Linked DNA regions of Mus musculus: region 2 is linked to region 1. The links are chromatin contacts, called in public promoter capture Hi-C maps. All regions are on one chromosome and are shown on one strand. Each heading gives the region's core, a stretch centred on a gene start, on an enhancer-like site or on the middle of the called end of the contact. The rest is flanking DNA. Distances are from core to core; before and after follow the strand shown. Region 1 has its middle 7.2 kb from the start of A930018P22Rik. Region 2 has its middle 25 kb from the start of Platr14.

Region 1 (4,350 bases), core at 577-3,076:
TCTCTCACCCTGCTGCTCCCAGAAGCCAGGTCCTACAGGCACCAAATCTTGCCTGGTTCCATTGGCACCGGGGAAGCACACAAATGATTAAAATAATAAGGCAATGAGAGATGCCCCTTACACCAGAGTACTCTGTCGACATGACCAAAGGGTCACCCCATAACAGCTGCTTGCAATTCCTAGTGGGTTTCATGTTCTGTCTTGCTCAAAACAGTCAGCAGTGGTAGACAAAGGCCTTTGGCCTCTGTGTACAGGCTCCTGTCTCTGCCTTGCCCTTTATCTTGCTTTACTTAAAGCAGACTTTGTTAATCTGGTCAGGTTGCAGGACGTTCCTCCACCTGGCTTACAAGGTCTACCACATCAGAAGTCAGGAGCAGTGTGCAATCTTTTATCTCCTGCGTCTATAGCTAGACAGCCCCTGGTCAGTCTGCCTTCCCTGTGGACAGGACCAGCTGCTTCTTTCAGGACTTCTCCCCCTCCGTAACTGAGGGGACACATCAAGCCAGGGGAAGCAACTAGCTTATATATATTTCAGTTTGGCCTTGATTGCTCCCAAGCAGCTACCCCTGTAGCTCAGCTACAAACAAGGCTGTGCTTTTGCTCCCCATTTAGTTGGGGATGTGCTGGTGCTTAGCGACATTCTCCTGGGGGAAGGGGAAGACAACCCCGCATCAGTACATGTGCCTGTTTTCACAGTGTAAATATTCTCCCTGTGCATCATCAGGAAGAGATGCAATTATGCGCTATTTCCACCCTATAGACCCAACATGGGTAAATTATCTTGAGCATAGATATAACAAAATAATTAGGAAGTTCAGAATTGTCAACATGTGTTGTCATTTTTTAAAAGTTTTATTTATCATTATTTGTGTCTGCATTTAGCCATATGCACCATGTACATGCAGTCCCTGAAGAGGCCAGAAGAGGGCACCCTGTTGCCTGACCCTCCCGGGGCTGGGATGGCAGAGCTGTGCCACCAGTCTGTTGTAAATTGATACAATTTAACTTTAACTTTTGAGACTTTAACTTTTGAGACTCGTTCTTGCTGTGTGGTTCAGGTTGGACTTTGATTTATTTATTTTTACTTATTTTGTTTGTGTATGAGTGCTCTGCTGTGTGTACACCTGCATGCAGAAGAGGGCATCAGATCTCTTTATAGTGAGCCACCGTGTGGTTGTTGGGATTGAACTCAGGACCTCTGGAAAAGCAGCCAGTGCTCTTAACTGCTGAGCCATCTCTCCAGTCCTGGACTTGGAATTTATTATGAAGTTCAGACAGACCTCAGACTCCCAACTCCCTGTCTCAGACTCCCTAAAAGTTTGTTAATGGTGACTACATTTGATAAATTGCTCGTAGAACTCCTGAAAAAATGGATAGTTGGCTCTCCTACACCTGCAGCTGACTCTTCTACTCCTTTTTAAGCCTAGGCAGTTGCTTCCATCATGGTCTCCTTCACTGCCAGGCATCTTTTTCTTTGGAGAAACAGCTTCTTTCTCCCACTCTGTCTTGTCTCCAGAGAAGCAATCACATGATCAGCAATCGTATGATCCCACAGCGCTGAAGTAAGTGAGTAATACCAGAATACTGTCAGCCCTTCCATGATGGCTTTGGTTCCCAGTCAGCCACTGAAAGCCTCTGATTTTCCACAACAGCTCCAAGCACAGACAAGTTAGTACTTGAGATGTGCAGTCTGCAAGAAATGAGGCCACTTTGGCGGGTGTGAATGAAGTCTGTGTCTGGCTGCTGCAGCTGTCTGAGGAGGGTAGGGCTGGGTTATCTCAGGGACCCAGAGCAGGCGGTTACACCCAGTGCTCGCCAACTGGCTGTTGTGTGTGGACACTGGCAAGCAAATGCCAGGCGTACCATCCTCCATGGCCTGCTGTGTCACCTAATCAGTTCAAGAGTACCAGGAGAACACCTGGGAGGGGTCAGAATTCAATCTCTGCATTGTGTTGTCACACACAACTTTTACAGCTCTTAGTTTTGGGGTTTTGCTTTGTTGGGTTTTGGGAGGATAGTGTGTGGGATGTGTGTGTGTGTGTGTGTGTGTGGTATGTGAGTGTGTGTGGTATATGTCCAGGTGTGTTAATATGTACTGAATCTGGAGGAAGACATCAAGTATCCTGCACAATTGCTGTCTTATTCCTTTGGCACAGGGTCTCTTGCTGAGCCTGGAGCTAGACTTGCTGGCCAGCAACCCTCTTCAGCCCCCAGCACTGCAGTTACTGCACCATAGCTGTTCCCAGCTTTGTGTGTGAGTGCTCGGAATCCAGACTCAGATCCTCATGTGTACACAGCGAGCACTCTTACCCACCGAGCTGTCTCCCCAGCCCCTGTTCTGGTTGGTGTGTTTTGGCTTTTGAGACAGTGTCTTGCTACATAGTCCTGGGTGGCCTGGAAGTGTGTGGAGCAAGATGGTCTTAAACATGCTATGATGCGTGTGCTTTAGCCTTCCAAGCTGGGCCACGGTGACCACTATGTCCTGCTTTCTGGGGTTTCTGCAGCCATGCTCACTGAGGAAGAAACCTGTAGGGCAGCCTTAGCAGACCTAGATTCTGAGCTAGCTCTGTAGCTCCTTGACTATGCCTGGAGGGAAGTGACCTGGCCGGGGAGCATTAGCTTCTTGTTTAGAAAACTTGCTCAGAGAGACCTACCCCACAATGTGGTGGGAGGCATTAAATGAGATGTTTGTCCACTGCCACACCTGAGCACTTAGCCGGAGCCACTTATCTGGGTAGCCCCTGAGGGCTCTCTGGACTCTGGACTCTCTGGAGGTAATGGATCACAGCCCCTACCCCCTCCTCCCCACTTTGTCTCCATCTGAGCTCTGTACCTGGTTTTCCTGGCCGATTCTCATTGCCCCCAGCAGTCACCTGTCTGAAAGTCCAAAGTTTTCAAGGAAAACAAGAAGCACTGAACATACCCGAACTCAAGTCTGTCCTCTTCCAGGCACTGGGGGAATGGATCCAGAGTGACTGTCAGGCTGCAAGGGTCTTAGTAGAACAAAGTTTGTCAACTCAAGGAATTTCCTCTTTCACCCTTTTGGCCTGCGCAGTGTTTTGGAACCATCGGAATGAGTTGCCGAGATTGAGAAACCAGGTTGCCACCTGACCTTGTGCTCACACGCCAGCTTTGGCAATGACGGAATGACTGCTTACACTGGGGAGCTATTCCCTTGAACACTGAGCCCAAGCCCTGCAGCTTGCCAGTCCCACCTCGCCCCACAGCTCCAGGGTCTCCAGCCTGGCGTGCTGGAAATACTCAAAGATTTGAGGCATGCTCGTAGGCATGCGGATTTGGGTCCTCAGGCTGGGATTACCACACAAATCCTTGCACACACTACGTGTACAACTTCCAGGATTCCCACCACCCCATTTATTCATCCCCCAGCCTCCATACCCACATACCACACAGGCAATCCCCACAGTTTGAGGTGAGTCTTCTATGCCTCCCTTCAAGCTGGTCTCTCTCTACTGGGTGCTACATAACCTGTACTGTCACGTGACTGTTTCTGTCCCCTCCAAGATTCATCTTGGAAGCTTAACTCTCAGTGTAACTGTGTATGATGGAAAACAGGGCCTTACGGGGGTGTTTAGGTCATGGGCCCACATTCTCTTTCATCAAATTAATGCCACTATAAAACCGGTTTGCCAGAGTAAATTCCCTCTCCTGTTAGGCCCTCTTTGCCATATGAGGGAGGACCCAGTGTTCTTCCCCTCCAGATGATTCATCTTCAAAGTGCCACCGTGAAGGAGACCAGGCTCCTAACCTGCCAATGCCTTGCTCTTTGGGTTTCCTGTAAGAAACAGCTGCCTTTCATAATTCACTCAGTCTGTGGAACTCTGTCTGAGGAGACAAACACCATCTTTTCTGCAGACTCAGGTACACACAGCATCTTTCCACTCTCTCCATCTCCATCACTTTCTTCTAGGTGACCATCCTCAGACCAGAAGCACGCGGCTGTCTTCCCATCACAATCAGCCTTCTCTTGGCACTGCCTGCTCTGCTAACTTCAACTCAGGGTGTTTTCCTTCTCAACCACCCCCAAGGAGTGACCAGCGCCTGTTAGCTCCAACTGACCTGCTCCCAGTCTCTCTTAGAATCACCCTGTTCAGGCCTTGGTCCCACTGCTCAACCAAAATTGCTCTTAAAGAGATCACTAGTGCAAACTGTGTGTGCCAAATCTACGAGTGGACCCTTTGCTTTACCTTATTGCCATGTCAACACTATAATTTTTTAATTCAAAAGAATGTTTTAACTTTTAAAAATTATAAAATATTTATTGATAGGTGAAATGAGCCAATTCAAACCAGATTAAAAACTGGACATAAGGAGCTCAATCCAATTTGA
Region 2 (4,350 bases), core at 507-3,006, 400 kb before region 1:
CCACGCTAATTCTTCTTGGTCTCCTGGGGGCCCCGTCATTTTGTTCCTGTGCTGGTGGCCTCCTGAAATTCTTGTTGAATTCAGCTGGTCTTTCTGGGGGAAGGGAGAGGGGGTATGTGATGAAAAGAATAAGAAGCAGTAAGCCATGAATACTGTCATGTTTTCCTACCGCAAAGACATTCTTATCTGGTACCAACCACAGTTCTGTGAAGAGATTCAGAGATGCTGGAAACGAAGCTTCATTTTCAACCTCACCTACACACTGTTTAGCTGCCTCCCCCCTTCCTGAAATCAGGCCACAGCTCCCCTTTCGCAGGTCTCTCTCTGGGACAGAGTTGATAAGAAAGTGTGCTGAGCTGGAACCTTGTGGCACCCACCCCCAACCCCTTTCAAGACAAGGTCCAACTTTGCAGCTTTATCTAACCTGGAACTCAATATGTAGACTAGGCTGACCTGTGACCCTATTGCCACCCAAGTAGTGAGATTGTGGGTGTATGCCACCATGACAGGCTGAAAAACTATTTTAAAATCAACTCTCAGTACAGGTAACAAAAGTTTATATGAAAGTGTTCACCATACCTAGCAATAAACATGTTCTAGGTTAGGTTAAAATGTAAGCCCAGCATGAAGTCCAAGTAGGGTAGAAAAATGAGCTATGTAGCTTTGCATGAAACCTCTATGGGCAGAGTTTCATTAAGAGGTCCTATTTTTGACTTGACCCTTTGCTCTTTTTGGTGGGTGATGGGCCATGATGATTGAAACAGGGTCTCATTGTAGCCCATCCTGACCTGAAGTTGCTGTGTAGCCAAGAATGATCTTCAACTGTTGACTCTCCTGTCTCCATCTCTAGGTGCTGGGATTAAAGAAGGCGTGGGTCACCATGGGATGGCTACATTTGGCTGTCAGTTTTACTGCATCTGGAATGAACTACAATCCAGAAAGGGAGGGTACACATTTGAGAGATTTTTTTTCTTTGTTTGAAATGGGTGAATCTACTTCTAATCTTGACCTTTGGGTAGGAAGACACACACCTTTGATCCGGATCTTAAGGCTGGAAGAAACATATCTTTGATCCAGATCTTGAAGTGGAAAGACATACCTTAACTCTGGACCATATCTTCTGCTGAAAGTTAATATAAGGACATAAAAGGAGGAGGCCTTTGCTCTCTGCCTGCTTGTCCTCACCTTGCTAGCAGATCCATTTCTTCACTGGCATTAGAGCTTACTTCTTTGGGATTCTAGCATATACTGAAGACCAGCCAAGACATCTAGTGGACACCTTGTGGACTGAGCAACTACTGTTCTTAGACTTTCTGTCCACAGCTAGCCATTGTTGGATTAGCTGAACTATAGCCTCTAAGTCATTCCAATAAATCCCCATATATAGAGATAGAGATAGAGATAGAGATAGAGATAGAGATAGAGATAGAGGTAGAGGTAGAGGTAGAGGTAGAGGTAGAGGTAGAGGTAGAGGTAGAGGTAGAGGTAGAGGTAGAGATAGAGATAGAGATAGAGATAGATTTATTCTATAAGTTCTGTGAATCTTGACTAATACACAGCATTATTCCAGGCCTACTCTTCTTTTTCTTTTCCTATGAAAAAATCCAACCTTTAACACTATAAACTCTTGCAAACCTTTCTGCAATTTGGCATTAAATATTAAAAGTTATAAAATGTTTATAGCCTTTGACCCAGCAATCCCGGACCTTGGCAACACATTCTAAGAGAAACATTGTGAGCACACAAGACTGTGGCCTTAGTTTAACAGTTCTGTGTTAAAAACAGCCTAGATAAATAGCAAGAATAGCAAGAGGGACAAGTAAATATGGATTATTGTGCAACCACTAAAATTTATAATTAGGCAAACTATGTGGTAACTTGGAAAATAGCTCCCAAGATAATGTTACTTGAGGTGACTGGGAGACGCGTGTATACATGCCTCAGGATTCAACTATTTTAGTTTGCACTTTCAAAATGAGGAGACAAAAGGGAGATACAAGAGAAAATACAAACCATGTTTAGCAAGATTGTGGAGGTTTGGTTTCTTTTAAAACTTACTGTTATACTATTACTGTTTGTGTTATTTAAAAATAAGGAGGCGTTCTGGAAGCTCATCTCTGGTTTTGGGAGTTTAAAGGGTTTGGAAGAAATGATTCCGTCCTAGGTTAAAATGAGAGCTGGGGTGCCCTTAGAGGTGAATGGCTAAAATCATCATGGCCGCTGTGATTCACATGAGCATTTCCTCTTTTCTAAGCATTAAGTTAAGAGTGTTTTGTTTCTGTTTGAAAGCCTTATCTTCCTCATCTGTCTCTTTGGCCTCCTTCTTGGCCTATCTCAGGGGCTTCTTTTTGCTACCTTTGAGGCTCAACATGATATCTTCGGCGCCTTCCTCGGACCCTGATCCCAAGCCTTGGTGTCTTCTTGTGCTGAGACCCTCCCACTCTGATGCCAGGCAAACATAGTAGCTGACACTCTTCTGCTCCCACTTCCCTAGTGTTGGATTGTAGATCTGTGCCTTCACACAACTCACACTTGGTTTCTATGCCTATGTGGGCTTGAGGGGTCTCACAGACCATAGAATGGGCTCTGGGAAGGTAGGTTCTGGAGTCTATGAAGAGAGCACTCCTGTTCACTAAGTAGGGAGTCGGAAACTTCACAGAGCAGGACAACAAGAAAAAACATCCAGTGGAAATGGATATGACAGTCAAGCTCTTTGTCAAGACAGTTGATGGGATCTAAAAATGAATCAACAATAACCTCCTCATTTTTTAATAATATTTTTTATTACATCTGATCTATTTGTTTGTTTATGTGTCTGTTGGTTGAGTGTGGAAGCAAGTGGAGGTCAGAGGACAACTTGTGGAAGTCTGCACTCTCTTCTGGGCCCCAGGATTGAGCTCAGATCTCAAGCTTGCTGGCAAGCCTCTTTGCCTGCTGAGCCATCTTGTGGGCCTTCATTTGATGGTTTTAAGGCTACACGGAATGTCCTTGCTTGCAGAAATATATACTTAAGCATTGGAGTATATGGTATAGGGCATTGTGTTAGCATCTTACTGCTATGTGTGTGCATGTGCCTGTGTGTGTGCATGTGCGTGCTGTGTGTATGTGTGCTATTCACATGTATGCTTGAATTTGAGAAGGCCAGAGACTCTCAGGTATCCTGCTCGATTGTTCTTTGTTTTATTTTCTGGAGACAAGATCTCTCACTGGCCTGGAACTGTGCTGACAATCAGCAGGCACAGTGATCCTCACTGTGTCTCCAGTCCTCACATTGCTAGGGTGACAGGTTAGCATGGCCATGCTCAGCTTTTTACTTAGGTGTTGGGGATTCCAGCATAGGTCCTTATGTTTGTACAACAAACTCCCACCCGAGTCACCTCTCTATCCCCAACATTTTACTCTTTAATGATTTCTGAAGGAAAAACTCTTTGTGCTACATTTATACATTTCTTAGACGTTTTGAGGTTTTTAGAAACAAAAGAAAAAAGGAAAAGCCAAATTATATTTTTATATATGTATGTATATATACATATATGTGCACACACACACACACACACACACACATATATATATATGTGTGTATATATATATGTTAGACAGAATGAACTATAAAGACACACACTAAGCTGCTCACAGTGGGTATTTCTGAAAAGGCAGCAAGAAAGCAGTGTAGGAGCAAGGAGATAGTTGGAAATGTTATTTTATAAACTTGTGTACTGACACAGAAAAGATATACCTCTAAAGAGCAAGGCTCTAACTTGAAATAACTGACTATTTTTTGGTCTTTGTTTATGGTACTGGGGCTCAGACTGGTCTTAACATGACTAGGGCTGCTAAGAGAATGAAAAAAGAACAGAGAAGCTGGGGTTGGGTGATCAGTGCAGGCCCTTTGAAGCCACACCCACTACTGCAACAACCCCAGCTTGTTGGCTTTGTGAACAGCACAGGGTTGGCCTGTCTCAGTAGGAGGTCTCTGCAGGTTGACAGTTTCTGCTGTAAACATCCAGGATGAGGAAGTGGCAGTTGGTAGTTTTTGCATACCCTAGTCAACTGTCCATAAACACTTGTGTTTGTACACACTGTGGATATTCAAACTCTGACCAGAGGAAGGCTTTGCCATCTCTCCCGTCCCCACTGACTCAAGGCTTGCCATGCCCACAGTCTGAAGCACTGGGTTCTAGGCATGGCCATGCCTGTGTCAAACACGACCCATTCATTCCCGAATCCGTCTGTCCTTTACACATTCTCTCAATGCTTCCTTGGCTTCCCACACCAACTTAGGATCTTATGCACGCTAAACACATATTTTATCACCGAGCTACACCCCAGCTGAATGACAGTGCTGCAAAG

What was found. Promoter capture Hi-C pulls out the DNA fragments that hold promoters and counts their contacts.
Region 2: a contact with region 1 is called in a promoter capture Hi-C map of liver, with 4 times the contacts expected there. The contact joins two enhancer-like sites. A contact is called at or near these places in 10 of 39 promoter capture datasets (the 3T3-L1 cell line, cranial neural crest, embryonic stem cells and 3 more), 1 of 484 Hi-C or Micro-C datasets (nephron progenitors), 3 of 115 datasets of contacts at active chromatin or transcription factors (embryonic forebrain, embryonic stem cells and stem cell-derived neural progenitor cells) and 1 of 9 other capture datasets (embryonic stem cells).

The regions. Positions count from the first base shown.
Region 1 is chr2:104,127,752-104,132,101 of GRCm38.p6, reverse strand. No RefSeq gene overlaps it. Among named protein-coding and RNA genes, the nearest start is that of A930018P22Rik, 7.2 kb to the right of the region's middle. Within about 2 kb of position 1,826, at least 41 of the 459 cell types and tissues checked have an H3K27ac peak or open chromatin away from gene starts, as enhancers often do. A contact at or near this core is called in liver, where this site is marked.
Region 2 is chr2:104,532,342-104,536,691 of GRCm38.p6, reverse strand. No RefSeq gene overlaps it. Among named protein-coding and RNA genes, the nearest start is that of Platr14, 25 kb to the left of the region's middle. Within about 2 kb of position 1,756, at least 7 of the 459 cell types and tissues checked have an H3K27ac peak or open chromatin away from gene starts, as enhancers often do. A contact at or near this core is called in liver, where this site is marked.